Regions from separate parts of the Mus musculus genome. Here region 1 is linked to region 2. A link is a contact called in public HiChIP or PLAC-seq data. All regions are on one chromosome and are shown on one strand. The core of a region is the stretch at or near the end of the contact, and the rest is flanking DNA. Distances in the headings are between cores, read along the strand shown. Region 1 holds the start of Eif3f (eukaryotic translation initiation factor 3, subunit F). Region 2 has its middle 12 kb from the start of Cyb5r2.

Region 1 (5,825 bases), core at 476-2,975, 1.2 Mb after region 2:
AAGAGGACATAGGTTTCTCTGGAACTAGAGTTGTGTGTAGCTGTGAGCCACCAACCAACCCTTCCCCTTGCTGGAACCTCAATGCAGATTTTCTGCAACAACAGAGAATCTCTGTGTGTCTCTCTGTCTCTCTCTCTCTCTGTGTCTCTGTGTGTGTGTGTGTGTGTGTGTGTGTGTGTGTGTGTGTGTGTGTTTCTCTCTCACTGAACTATCTTTCTACTGCCCAAATTTTTTTATAGCATAGGAGTCTTTTTAAAAAGATTTATCTGCCGGGCATGGTGGCGCACGCCTTTAATCCCAGCACTCGGGAGGCAGAGGCAGGCGGATTTCTGAGTTCGAGGCCAGCCTGGTCTACAAAGTGAGTTCCAGGACAGCCAGGGCTATACAGAGAAACCCTGTCTCAAAAAACCAAAAAATAAAAATAAAAAATGAAAATATTTATTTATCTATTACACACACACACACACTGTCCCTATCTTCAGACACACCAGAAGGAGGCATCAGATCCTATTACAAATGATTGTAAGCCACTGTGTAGTTGCTGGGAATTGAACTTAGGACCTTTGGAAGAGGTTATTGCAGAGAATCTGCGTTGAGGTTCTAGCAAGGGGAAGGGGTTGGTTGGTGGCTTACAGCTACTCACAACTCTAGTTGTGTTCCTAACCGCTGAGCCATCTCTCCAGTACCAGCATAGGAGTCTTCATAATTAGCTCCTGGCCCTGCTTAGAGATCTATCCTTTCTTTTGATAATGCCATTTAACCACCAAATTCTTTCTTTAAATGTACTAGTCTTGCTCTCATTCACCTTAAGCCCTCTACATGAACTGTTCACTCCACCAGAAGAGCTCTCCCTACAAAACCCCAAATAATAGTTGGCTGCCTGAATTCTTCAAGTTTCCACTCCAACTTGATACCCTCATTGTATCCTACTCTAACCCTTCATAATCTTTCATGCTCTCATAACCTCCACTGATCATTTCTTTCTCATAGCACAGTCAAATAGTAATAATAATTTACTGTGTATCGAAGCACTTTCTAACCTAATGTAGGATTTAGTCCTTTTCTCTCCCCCAAAGAGAATGCAACCCTTTGCTATTTAGTTCACTTATATACCCTAGCATATAAGAGAGAGTCTGGTGCATATTAAGCATTTAAATTGTTGAATGAATATGCCTCCCTAATGATGCCTTATGAAGCCATCACAAATAAAGCACTATTGGTCAGGCATGATGATTCCTGCCTATAGTCCTAGCATTCGGGAAGCAGAGGCAGGAAAGTTGAGGTAAGTTCCAGGCCAACCTAACCTATATGGCTAGGCGTGGAATGCAAAGTAGATCCTGAGTCCAAATTTTAATTCATTGATTAATAAGTTAAATGGATGTAACAGTGAATCCCCTGTAAGACTGATATTTAATATCCATTTAAGTCTTAAACAATTGCGACCTTTACACTACTCTGTGCCGCCACCTGGTGGCAACTGTGTAGATTGCTAGTTGCTTCCTCCCCATTCCCACCCCAGGAAGTCCTAAAGTTACTAGGAACTACTCTGGACTCCTACACACTGAGTGCGCATCGGACAGAAATTAAAGCGCACACCGCGCACTAAAACTTACAACTAGCCGGAAATTTCATGTCCAATAGTCATCAAGATATGATTCACGTGGTATAAATTTAGCCAATCAAATTTCTAATTCCTCCAACTCACGCTCTTCTGTTCTAGGCTCTCTCTCTTTCTCGGCAAGATGGCTTCTCCGGCCGTACCGGCTAATGTCCCTCCTGCCACTGCAGCCGCAGCCCCGGCGCCGGTCGTCACCGCAGCCCCGGCTTCAGCCCCGACCCCATCCACGCCAGCTCCGACACCGGCTGCGACTCCCGCTGCGTCCCCGGCGCCCGTCTCGTCTGATCCTGCTGTAGCTGCGCCTGCAGCCCCGGGCCAGACCCCAGCCTCCGCGCCAGCCCCAGCGCAGACGCCGGCGCCTTCGCAGCCCGGGCCCGCCCTCCCGGGGCCTTTCCCGGGCGGCCGCGTGGTCAGGCTACACCCCGTCATTTTGGCCTCGATCGTGGACAGCTACGAACGCCGCAACGAGGGAGCTGCCCGAGTTATTGGAACCCTGTTGGGTGAGTTCTGGGGAAATTAATGTTTTCTTCCTGTGCATCTTACTATTCCTCTCGTTCCATCGCCCCTGAACTCTTAGCCTGTTTCTCTTTTTGCACCTTCCTACTGTGGCTTGCCTTCCCGAGTGATCTGAATTCAGCCGAATTGCCGTTAAGCCACAGAAATGTGCAAGGAGTAGGTATAAGCTATTGCGTAGTTTGTGATACTTGATCTACATGTTATTTTATACTCCCAACAACGTGGTACTGAGAGGGCATGCTGCCAAAAATGAAAGCTCAAATGACAGCAAGTTCAAAGCCCTTGACCCGTTAAACAGAGTACCCACATGCCCTCTCTTATGCAGTGACCTACCACCACCCCAGCACAAACAGAAAGTGCCCACCACCCATGTTAGGGAAGAGGATGTGTCAGAAGCTTCCTCCAACTCAAATAAACCAGGTATATTTGTAACATATTCTGGATATATAATATCTAGCTTTCCTAAACTTTTCAGACAGGCACGTGTCCCAAGGTTTTCCTACATACTGGTTCATAAACCCTAGATATGCTCAGCTCCAAGTTCTACCCCCACCCCCAACCCCCACCTCACTCCTCTGATTTTTCATTTGGACACAGACTGTTGTTGTATTATGTGTCCGTCGCTAACCTTCAAGATGAAGAGAAGCCAACTATCTGAAGAGGTTGGCATCCCAGGCTTACGGGAGGGTGGCAGGAAGTGAAGCCCTCAGTGGTTTGGTCACCTGCCTGTGGGGCAGGACTCACAGGGAGCTGAGAAGACTCCTCCAGGCTGGTCTCTGCAGAGGCCCATGACCAGCACTCATTCCAGAGCCGAGGCAGGGGAAACTAGAGAACATGCCTGCTTTGTGGAAAGTAGTAGACCTGAGTTGGGCCTGGACAGCAGATTGAGGGCTGAAGCAGAGCACCTGCAAAGGGGAGGCAGAGAGAGGCAGAGAGTGGACGCAAGGAAATAGAGCTCGCAGGTCAAGGCGTGACAGAACTGCAGCATGAGAGGGGTTTGGGTGAGTTCTAGAGCTGCCGTTGTGCATACAAGAAGAAAGGACAGAGTGTGGCTTGGGCTTGGTATTCCTTGTGAGGTGCCCCTGAGTGTACCAGTGGGTTGGTCAAGTAGAAAATTGAGTAAGCAGGGCTGCCAGGGCGCTTCACTGCCTGCCCGTGCTTCACTTCCCAGAGCCCACATGATGGAAGGAGAAAACCTGCAGACGGTCCTCTGACTTCCATGGGCAAGCAGTTGCACATCCATAATTAATCAGTATAAAAGAAAGGCAAATTTTAACAGTACGTGTGAAGATGCAAATGTAAAGAGGTGTGGGCAAGTATGCCCTAGCCCCCAGAAGATAAGTAACTGAAATAAAGAGGTAGATGTACTCACCTACCACAGGGATTGGTAGCTGTGTTTTTAAAAAAAGTCAGGGAATATTTTCAGCTTTGTGTGCAGTCTGTCACAGCTACTCAACTCTGCCCTTGTAGCAGGAAAAGAGCCATAAATAATGCAAAAGAGATTGGGCACATAAACATGAACTGAAGTGTTTCTGGGCCAGTACTTGACCTAGAAAAGAAGCATAGAACAAAAACTGGGAACACTAACAATGCTGAAACCCTGAGGTGTCAGAGGAGCTAACAGATTAGGAAGAGAAGGGGAAAAGCTAGAAGAGACTGGTATCTTGGAGGCCCTAGGAGAAAAGGCTCTGAAATGGGGGAAGCAGTCACAGTGGTCAAAGTTGGTGAGTGTTCAGATGACAGAAGGTATACCTGTGGGTTAAGAACCTTGTCTTAGGGTTCCATTGCTGTGAACAGACACCATGACCAAGGCAGCATTTCACTGTGGCTGCTTACTGGTTCTGAGGTTCAGTCCATTATCATCAAGGTGGGAAGCATGGCAGCATCCAGGCGGGCATGGCACTGGAGAAGGAGCTGAGAGTTCCATGTCTTATTCAAGGGAACCCAGAAGAAGACTGGGCTTCGTCCCACCCGGCTAGAAGGAGGGTCTCAAAGCCCACTCCCACAGTGGCACACCTAGTCCAACAAGGCCATACCTCCTGTTAGCACCACTCTCTGGGCCAAGCATATTCAAACCACCACATAGTTCAGAAAATGAAACCATAACGCTAGCCAACAAAAGACAACACTAGCAGAGACATGTTACAAGGGGTAGGGGGTGAGGAACTTAAAGGAAGGTACCAGGACATCAAGTGAGAATAGTTGGGACCTATGGCTCAGTGAGATCCAGTAACTAATGTGAGAGTTAGGGGTGTGAGAGGAAGTCTGGTAAGAAAACCTCTGGGGGTGGAATGACCCTTTCACAGAAGATCATCAGAAAACACAAGTATTTCAATTACATTTATAACAGTAGCAAAATTGTAGTTATGAATTATCAATGAAAATAATTTTATGGTTAAGGGTTACCACAACATGATGGTCACAGCATTAAAAGATTAAAAACTACTACTCTAGAAAGTACAGAGTATTGTGGGGAAGGGCTGGTAGGGGGAAATAGCAGGCAAAGGAGACCTTGCAAAGGAAGGCTTAATCGTGTCTGGTGATGGAAAGGGGGGGGGGGTCTCTGAGTTTGAGTTCTGGAAAATACTAGTTCTGTTGATGCTGGACTTGGGGCTAATGTGTTGGCTTCGTGTTTGCTGACTTTGAGGCCATCTCCAAAAGCAGGACCTGGAGAAACAGCTTAGTTATAGACCACTTGCCTATCGTGCATAAAGCCCTGAATTCACTCTCCAGCACCACAGGAGCCAGGTGTGGTGATGCGTACCTGTGATCCTAGCATGGGGCTGTTGGAGACAGGAGGCTCAGGAGTTCTTGTTCCTCTTTAGTTAGAAAGGGCCCTGACCCTGGGGGATTGGGTAGTCAGGGGCCATGGGCTTTGAGTTCTCAGGATTATGTAACGCCTGGCTCTTCTCTCTTTACCAGGAACTGTTGACAAGCACTCGGTAGAAGTCACCAACTGCTTTTCGGTGCCACACAATGAGTCAGAAGATGAAGTGAGTTGAGAGGATTTAAGCAGCCCCTGTATAGTTCACAGCCATTCAACCCCTAACTTCCCCGAAGGCCCCACTGTGCTGTGTCTGTAGCCAGAGCTGCAGCTGAAGCTCTGCTTTCCCTGTCCACATTGGGCCTCCTCAGGTGGTGGGGGTTGGTAATTTTTCCTATTCAGCATATACTTGTAGCTTCTTAACCTCCTCTCCTGCCTTCCCCCTTAGGTGGCTGTTGACATGGAATTTGCTAAGAATATGTATGAATTACATAAAAAAGTCTCCCCAAATGAGCTCATCCTAGGCTGGTAAGATGGCGCGGGTGGGAGTGGATAGAGGGTCTCATTGTCATCAGACTAGATCTCGTCTCCCCTTTCAGACATAGAACATATAAAGCATGTGACCTCGAGAGCCTATGAGATTTTGATGATAACTTGATCCTAGAAAGTCAAGAATATTTATTTTCAATTACAACTTTGTTATGCAGTTTTTCATATTGTTAATTACTGCTAAAATGGGTGTGAGAACCCCGGCAACACCCGCTGCGCTGTTGCATTTGGTATTGGTGTCAGCTGCCCTGCGTCTATGATTGCTGTTGCAGGTATGCCACAGGCCATGACATCACAGAACACTCAGTGCTGATCCATGAGTACTACAGCAGGGAGGCCCCGAACCCCATTCACCTCACGGTGGACACAGGTCTCCAG
Region 2 (5,986 bases), core at 2,500-4,999:
TTTTAATGTAAGCATTTAGTGTTATGAACTTGCCTCTTAGATCCACCTTCATTGTGGTCCCATACATTTGGGAACATTTAGTATTCACTTTCATTCAATTCTAGACCCTCTTTGACTTATTTTCTAATTTCTGTCTTGACCCCCCCCCACCCTTTTTTTTTGGTTAGTAGAGAGTTGTTCACTCTCTTTGAGTTTGTAAGCTTTCTGTCATTTTTGTTATTGTTGATGTCCAGCTTTAATTCGTGGGGGTCAGATAAGATGTAGGATGTTGTCCTAATTAGGGTTTTATTGCTATGAAGAGATACCATGATCAAGGCAACTCTTATAAAGGAAAACATTTAATTGGCGCTGGCTTACTGTTTCAGAGGTTCAGTTCATTTTCATCATAGTGGGAAGCATGGCAGTGCCCAGGAAGACACAGTGCTGGAGAAGGAGCTGAGAATTATAGATCATGATCTATAGGCAACAGAAGGGGCCAGTGTGCCATACTGAGCATAGCTTGAGTATATATCACCTCAAAACCTGCCTCCACAGAGACACACCTCCTTTAAGGCTGATATCTCCTAATAGTACTACTCCTAAGACCAAGCATTCAAACACAGGACTCTGTGGGGGCCATATCTATTCAAACCACCACAAATATTATTTCAGGTTTCTTGTGTTTATTGAGACTTGCTTTGTGCCTAATTATGTGGTAAAGTTTGAAGAAAGTTCTATGAGGTGTTAAGAAGAAGGTATACATTTTTGGGTTCGGGTGAAATGTTCTGTAACTATCTGTTAAGTCCTTTGCTTTATAACTTAGCTCCAGCACTTCTCTGCTTAGTTTTTGTATGGTGATCTGTCTATTAGTGAAAGTTTGTGGATGTGTGTGTGTGTGTGTGTGTGTGTGTGTTTCTTTCCTTATTTTGACTTTGCTGGTATGAGATTATTTATTCTTTGTGTTTTTATGGTTGTAGTTAACCTGATAAGATTGGAGTTTTCCTTCTAGTACCTTCAATAGGGCTGCATTTGTAAATGATATTGTTTAATTTTAGGTCGATCATGGAATGTCTTATTTTTACCATCTATGATGACTGAAGTTTTTCTGAGCATAGCAGTCTGGGCTGGAATCTGTGGTTTCAGATTCTGCAGCACATCTGTCCAGGCCCTTCTGTCTTTTAGAGTTTCCATTGAGAAGTCAAGATGTAATTCTAATAGGTCTGCCTTTATATGTTATATATATGATCTTTTTCCTTTGCAGGTTTTTAATATTCTTTCTTTGTTCTACACATTTAGTGTTTTGATCGTTATGTGCTGAGGGATCTTTCTTTTCTGGTACAATTTATTTGGTGTTCTGTATACCTCTTGTACATGTATAGGCCATGCCTACCTTAGGTTAGGGAAATTTTTTTCTATGATTTTGTTGAATATATTTTCTGGGCCTTTGAGTTGAGAATCTTGTCCTTTCTCTATTCTATTATTTCTTAGTATCCCAGATTTCCTGGATTTTTCCCCAGGAGACTTTTAGATTTAGCGTTATCTTGACTGATCTTCTATCTGATTTTCTTCTATCTGCTTCTTCTGAGATCATCTCTTCCATTGCTTGTATTCTGTTGGCAAAGCCTGCCTCTGTGTTTCCTGTTCAAATTCCTAAATTTTTCATTTCTGCTTTTTCCTAAGTTTGTGTTCCTTATTGATCCTATTTCCATTCTCAGGTCTTGAACTGTTTTATTCATTTCCTTCCATGGTTTGTGGGCTCATAAAGTGGTGCTTTTTATCTATTGTAATAATAACCTAAAAAGGCTTCAGGTAAGTATTTGGCTAGAAAAGAGCAGAGCAGGTGATCCAGTAACAGGAAGAAAAACAGAAGAAAGGGTGTACACTTCCTATTGTTTCTGTCTCTTTCACCATGTCAAACCCCCAACTTGTTTTTAACAAAGCCTAGGCTGTACAACACTGAAATCTCAACCCACATGACTCAATTATGGTCCTTTTCCCCAAAGCATCATTTAGCATCTGTCTCTGGGTACCATTATGTAACCATCCTTTCAGGAACAAAGCTTGGGAAAAAGACATAGTTCTGATGGTTCTGACAACTTGTCAGATCATCTTGCAGGAAAAACTGGAACTAAGACAATGACATGCCTGTGCCACACCTTGACCAAGTCTGCTTTAGTTACACATACCTCTTGTCTTCTTTTTTAATGTTAGCCTCATGTCAGGAGCCTGAACCAAAGATGGGCCTCACAGTTTGTCTTCCTGGTGTGGCCACATTCATTACTAATGGTTTCTTCAATTGGTCTGTTGAAGGTGGGTAGTTAAGCCTAGGTTGTTAAAGCTGAGAACACCCAGGCTCTGATCCTAAGAACTCTGATACAAAGCCATCAGATGAAAATCAAAGTCAACTCCAGTCAGAAAAGCAGGTAGGCTAAGTTCAGACCTTCACCTCTCCCTCTGCTCCTCCAAATCAAATCCCCCATTCTCATTCCCAGCTCTACAATGGGACACCTACTGCAGCCTCCTTTCTCCTTCTGCCCCCATGTCCAGTGTATCCCACAGATCTTCCCTCCTAACCACTCTCCCCCCATGCATTGCTTTATCCAAATACCCAACTCCAGTAGGCACTCCTTGCCAACACTGGCTACTCCTGCCAGAGAAACTGTTAGGCTAACTGCAGATCCTCACATCTCGCTCCATTTCTCCAAGTCCAATTCCCCATCTCTACATCAGAATTCCTATAACAATCTTCCCCCACCTCATCTCTAGTGGATCCCACAGATCTTCCTCTCCTAACCTTCCTCCCCAACTCTTTGCTTTATCCCATCCCACAACTCCAGCAGGCGTTCCCTGAAGACACATTGGCAGCTCCTGCCAGGGAAGCAGGTATAAAAACTTCATACTCTCACCTCTCTCTTCATTCCTCCAAAGCAATTCCCCTTGTCTCATCCTCTACAACAGAACATCTGCTTTGGCCTCCCTTTCCTCTGCGCCACCCCAGCTGGTCCCACAGAGCTTTCTCATTTAATCTCTCACTCCCCTTGTATTACTTTATCCCAGCTTCCAAATCCTTGATTTCTGTTTCTTCTCTGGAGTTTAGAAGACAATTATGGTTGTGTGTTGCACATAGGGAAATATTCTCTTGACAGTTGTGACCATTGGGAGTTCCAGGTTAAATGCATTTATGGGTATTGGGACCTGAGACTTAGATATGGGGATGGCCTGAGCATGGTTAAGGGGCTTTGTAAGAGGGAGGAATTTGTTGTTTCATCAGGATCTGCTTAGCCAGTACTCTGGGAATGGGGGGTGGGGGAGGGTAGGGAATGCTGAAAGTGCATAGTGGAAAGTCTATTAAAGAGCTGGAATGATACTGGGGCGTTGGACTTGGAGGAGGAAGGGAGGGGGAGATGAGAATCTGCAGTCACCCTGAACACGAGTCTGTAGAGTATCACGTGCACTTATACCATGGCGAGAGACAAGTTCTTCCCTCAGGGTAGAAGTCTCCAAGATTTCTGTTGAAAACTGTGGAGAGAAAGGTTAGGGCTCCTTTGGTGGACACGGTGGGAAGGAAGACCAATGACTCAGCAAACACATTCTTTTCGTCTTGTTGCCATGGAGATACAGGCTGAAATGTTCACAAGGGCATGAATGCACGTGGAAATATATGGATGTTAGTCTGTCCTCAGCCTGGGATCTAGGTGATTGTCCCTTAAGTGGTGTGGTAAGCCAGGCATGGTAGCTTATGCATGTGATACCAGCATTCATTAGGTGGAGGCAGAAGAATTTCAAGACAAGGCCAGGTTGGAGCACATAGTGAGTTTTAGGACAGCCTATGTTACATAATAAGACCCTGCTTCAAGAAAACCAAAACAAGGGTGGGTGAGATGGCTCAGTGGTGAAAGATGTTGGCTACCAGGCCAGGTAACCTGAGTATAATCCCTGGGATCCGCATGGTAAAAGAAGAGAATCGAATCCTACAAGTTTTTCTCTGATGGTGATATATGCCAGGGCACACGTTTTTCTCTCTTATACTCTGTCTCTGTGTTGTTCTCTCTCTCTTTCATATGCATGCATCTGCATGCACACAGAAACACAAACGTGGTGGATAGCTCTGGGGCTAATTATATTTGATGTTAATTCCATTCTCCTGTGAGTGGCTTTGAACAAGGAATGAGTCACCACTCAGGTGATTTCCTGTAAACCTGCTTCCCACCTTAATTTGTAAAATAAAGGAGAGCTGAGGATTGGGTAGATAGAAGGGAAGGTGGGGCAGAAGGTGAGAGGGAGAGAAGAAGGAGAAAATGGAAAAGAGAGAGGACACAGAGGAAGAGGAAGAAGAAGAAAAGCAGAGCAGAAGCACGTGGCCTGGAGAAACTGCAAGTTCTAAGGGTTCTCATAGATGCGGAAGATGGTAGTATAGCTATACATCTGCCCAATCAAGGCACACAGCATGTATTCATATAAACTGTGTTGTGTTTTCATTGCTGGGGCATAATTAGGTTGGAGAGATTTACTGCAACACAAACTAGGTAAACAAATGTAATAAAAATTAAAACAAACAAACAAAAATTAAAATCAAAACTGAAGACAAAATGGTACGGTATATCTAGGAGACTGAGGGGGTTGTACACTTGGCAGAAATACTTATGTCAGAGCTTCCTGATTGCAAACAGGACCAGGCAAGCTTTTCTAATGATTCTGGGGTTTGTGGGTCTTCAACCTTGATATATAACGTATAGACTGAATATTGTGATATATTTTATCTGCTAACTTAGCTCCTTAATCTGTATGTTAATTATTGTGGTAAGGACTGAGGAGAGATGAATAATGTGGGGTATATTGATTAGACCTCACTTTCCCAAGTAAGATGAGATCCTCAGAGTCTGTGAAGCTGTCCATCTTGGTCCTTGTTCTATACATGGCCAATACTAATGCAGAAGCAAGAGGAAAACCGAAGTCCTGAAATTAGAAATGGAGGACATGCCTCTTATTTCACACCAGAAGCAGCGTTTCTAAACATCAAGACAAAGCTTTTTACACAGGAACATTCATTTACTTCTTAAGAGAATTTTCTTTAAATGACTTAGAATGTTCTCTACAGATACAGAACTTTTTTTTTTTTTTTTTTTTGAGATAGGGGTCTCTGTGTAGCCTTGTCTAGCCTGAACCACCTACATCTTCCTTCCAAATGATGGGATCAAACAACACCACACTTGGCAAGATGATTCTTAGTCATCACAGCCAGTCTATCCGGAAAAGACCTTTTCAAGCTACCAGATGACTTTTCCTTGCCCCCAGAAGTGTTGGGAGAGAGCAGAAATACCAGGTTTTCTAGTAGATACTTACTTCAAAAGTGAAGCCATCACCTACTTCTCTTCATACTATCCCTGTGGTGAAGGGAATACAATACCTCAGTGTGCTTTAGAGGTAAAAATGGGATTTTTGAGCCATTATAGCTTGTTAGACTTCTCATCTACTTAAAGAATTCCTGTTATTAAAGTAAAAGTAGTTCCTTTTAAAATTTGAGGTCAGCCTGGTCTACGTAGTGAGTTCCAGGTCAGCAGATTTGTTACCTTGCACAAAGCTCTAGTCCAGTTGGATCAAGAACCTCAACATAAAACCAGATACACTGAATGGAATAGAAGAGAAAGTGGGAAAGAGCCTCAAATTTCCTGAACAGAACACTAATGGTTCAGGCTATAAGATCAATAATTGATAAATGGGACCTCATGAAACTGAAAAGATTCTATAAGCCAAAAGACATAGTCAATAGGACAAATTGGCAACCTACAGATTGGAAAAAAAAATCTTCACCAACCCTACATCCGATAGAGGGCTAATATCCAAAATATATGAAGAACTCAAGAAATTAACCTCCAAATAACCAAATAGCCCAATTAAAAATGGAGTACAGAGCTAGACAGAGAATTCACAACAGAAGAATCTCGAATGGCCAAGAACCACTTAAAGAAATGTTCAAAGTTCTTAGTCATCAGAGAAATGCAAATCA

What was found. HiChIP or PLAC-seq counts read pairs in DNA pulled down with a chosen protein or histone mark.
Region 1: an H3K4me3 HiChIP or PLAC-seq map of embryonic stem cells shows a contact between it and region 2, with 14 times the contacts expected there. The contact joins the promoter of Eif3f here to the enhancer-like site in region 2. A contact is called at or near these places in 5 of 39 promoter capture datasets (cranial neural crest, embryonic stem cells, frontonasal cranial neural crest and 2 more), 5 of 115 datasets of contacts at active chromatin or transcription factors (embryonic stem cells, pro-B cells and stem cell-derived neural progenitor cells) and 1 of 9 other capture datasets (embryonic stem cells).

What each region holds. Positions count from the first base shown.
Region 1 is chr7:108,932,690-108,938,514 of GRCm38.p6, forward strand. Eif3f (eukaryotic translation initiation factor 3, subunit F) reads left to right here and starts at 1,726. Exons shown (of 8, transcript NM_025344.2): 1 at 1,726-2,118; 2 at 5,057-5,127; 3 at 5,347-5,426; 4 at 5,720-5,825. The coding sequence starts at 1,743.
Region 2 is chr7:107,767,437-107,773,422 of GRCm38.p6, forward strand. No RefSeq gene overlaps it. Among named protein-coding and RNA genes, the nearest start is that of Cyb5r2, 12 kb to the left of the region's middle. Within about 2 kb of position 3,750, at least 8 of the 459 cell types and tissues checked have an H3K27ac peak or open chromatin away from gene starts, as enhancers often do. A contact at or near this core is called in embryonic stem cells, where this site is marked.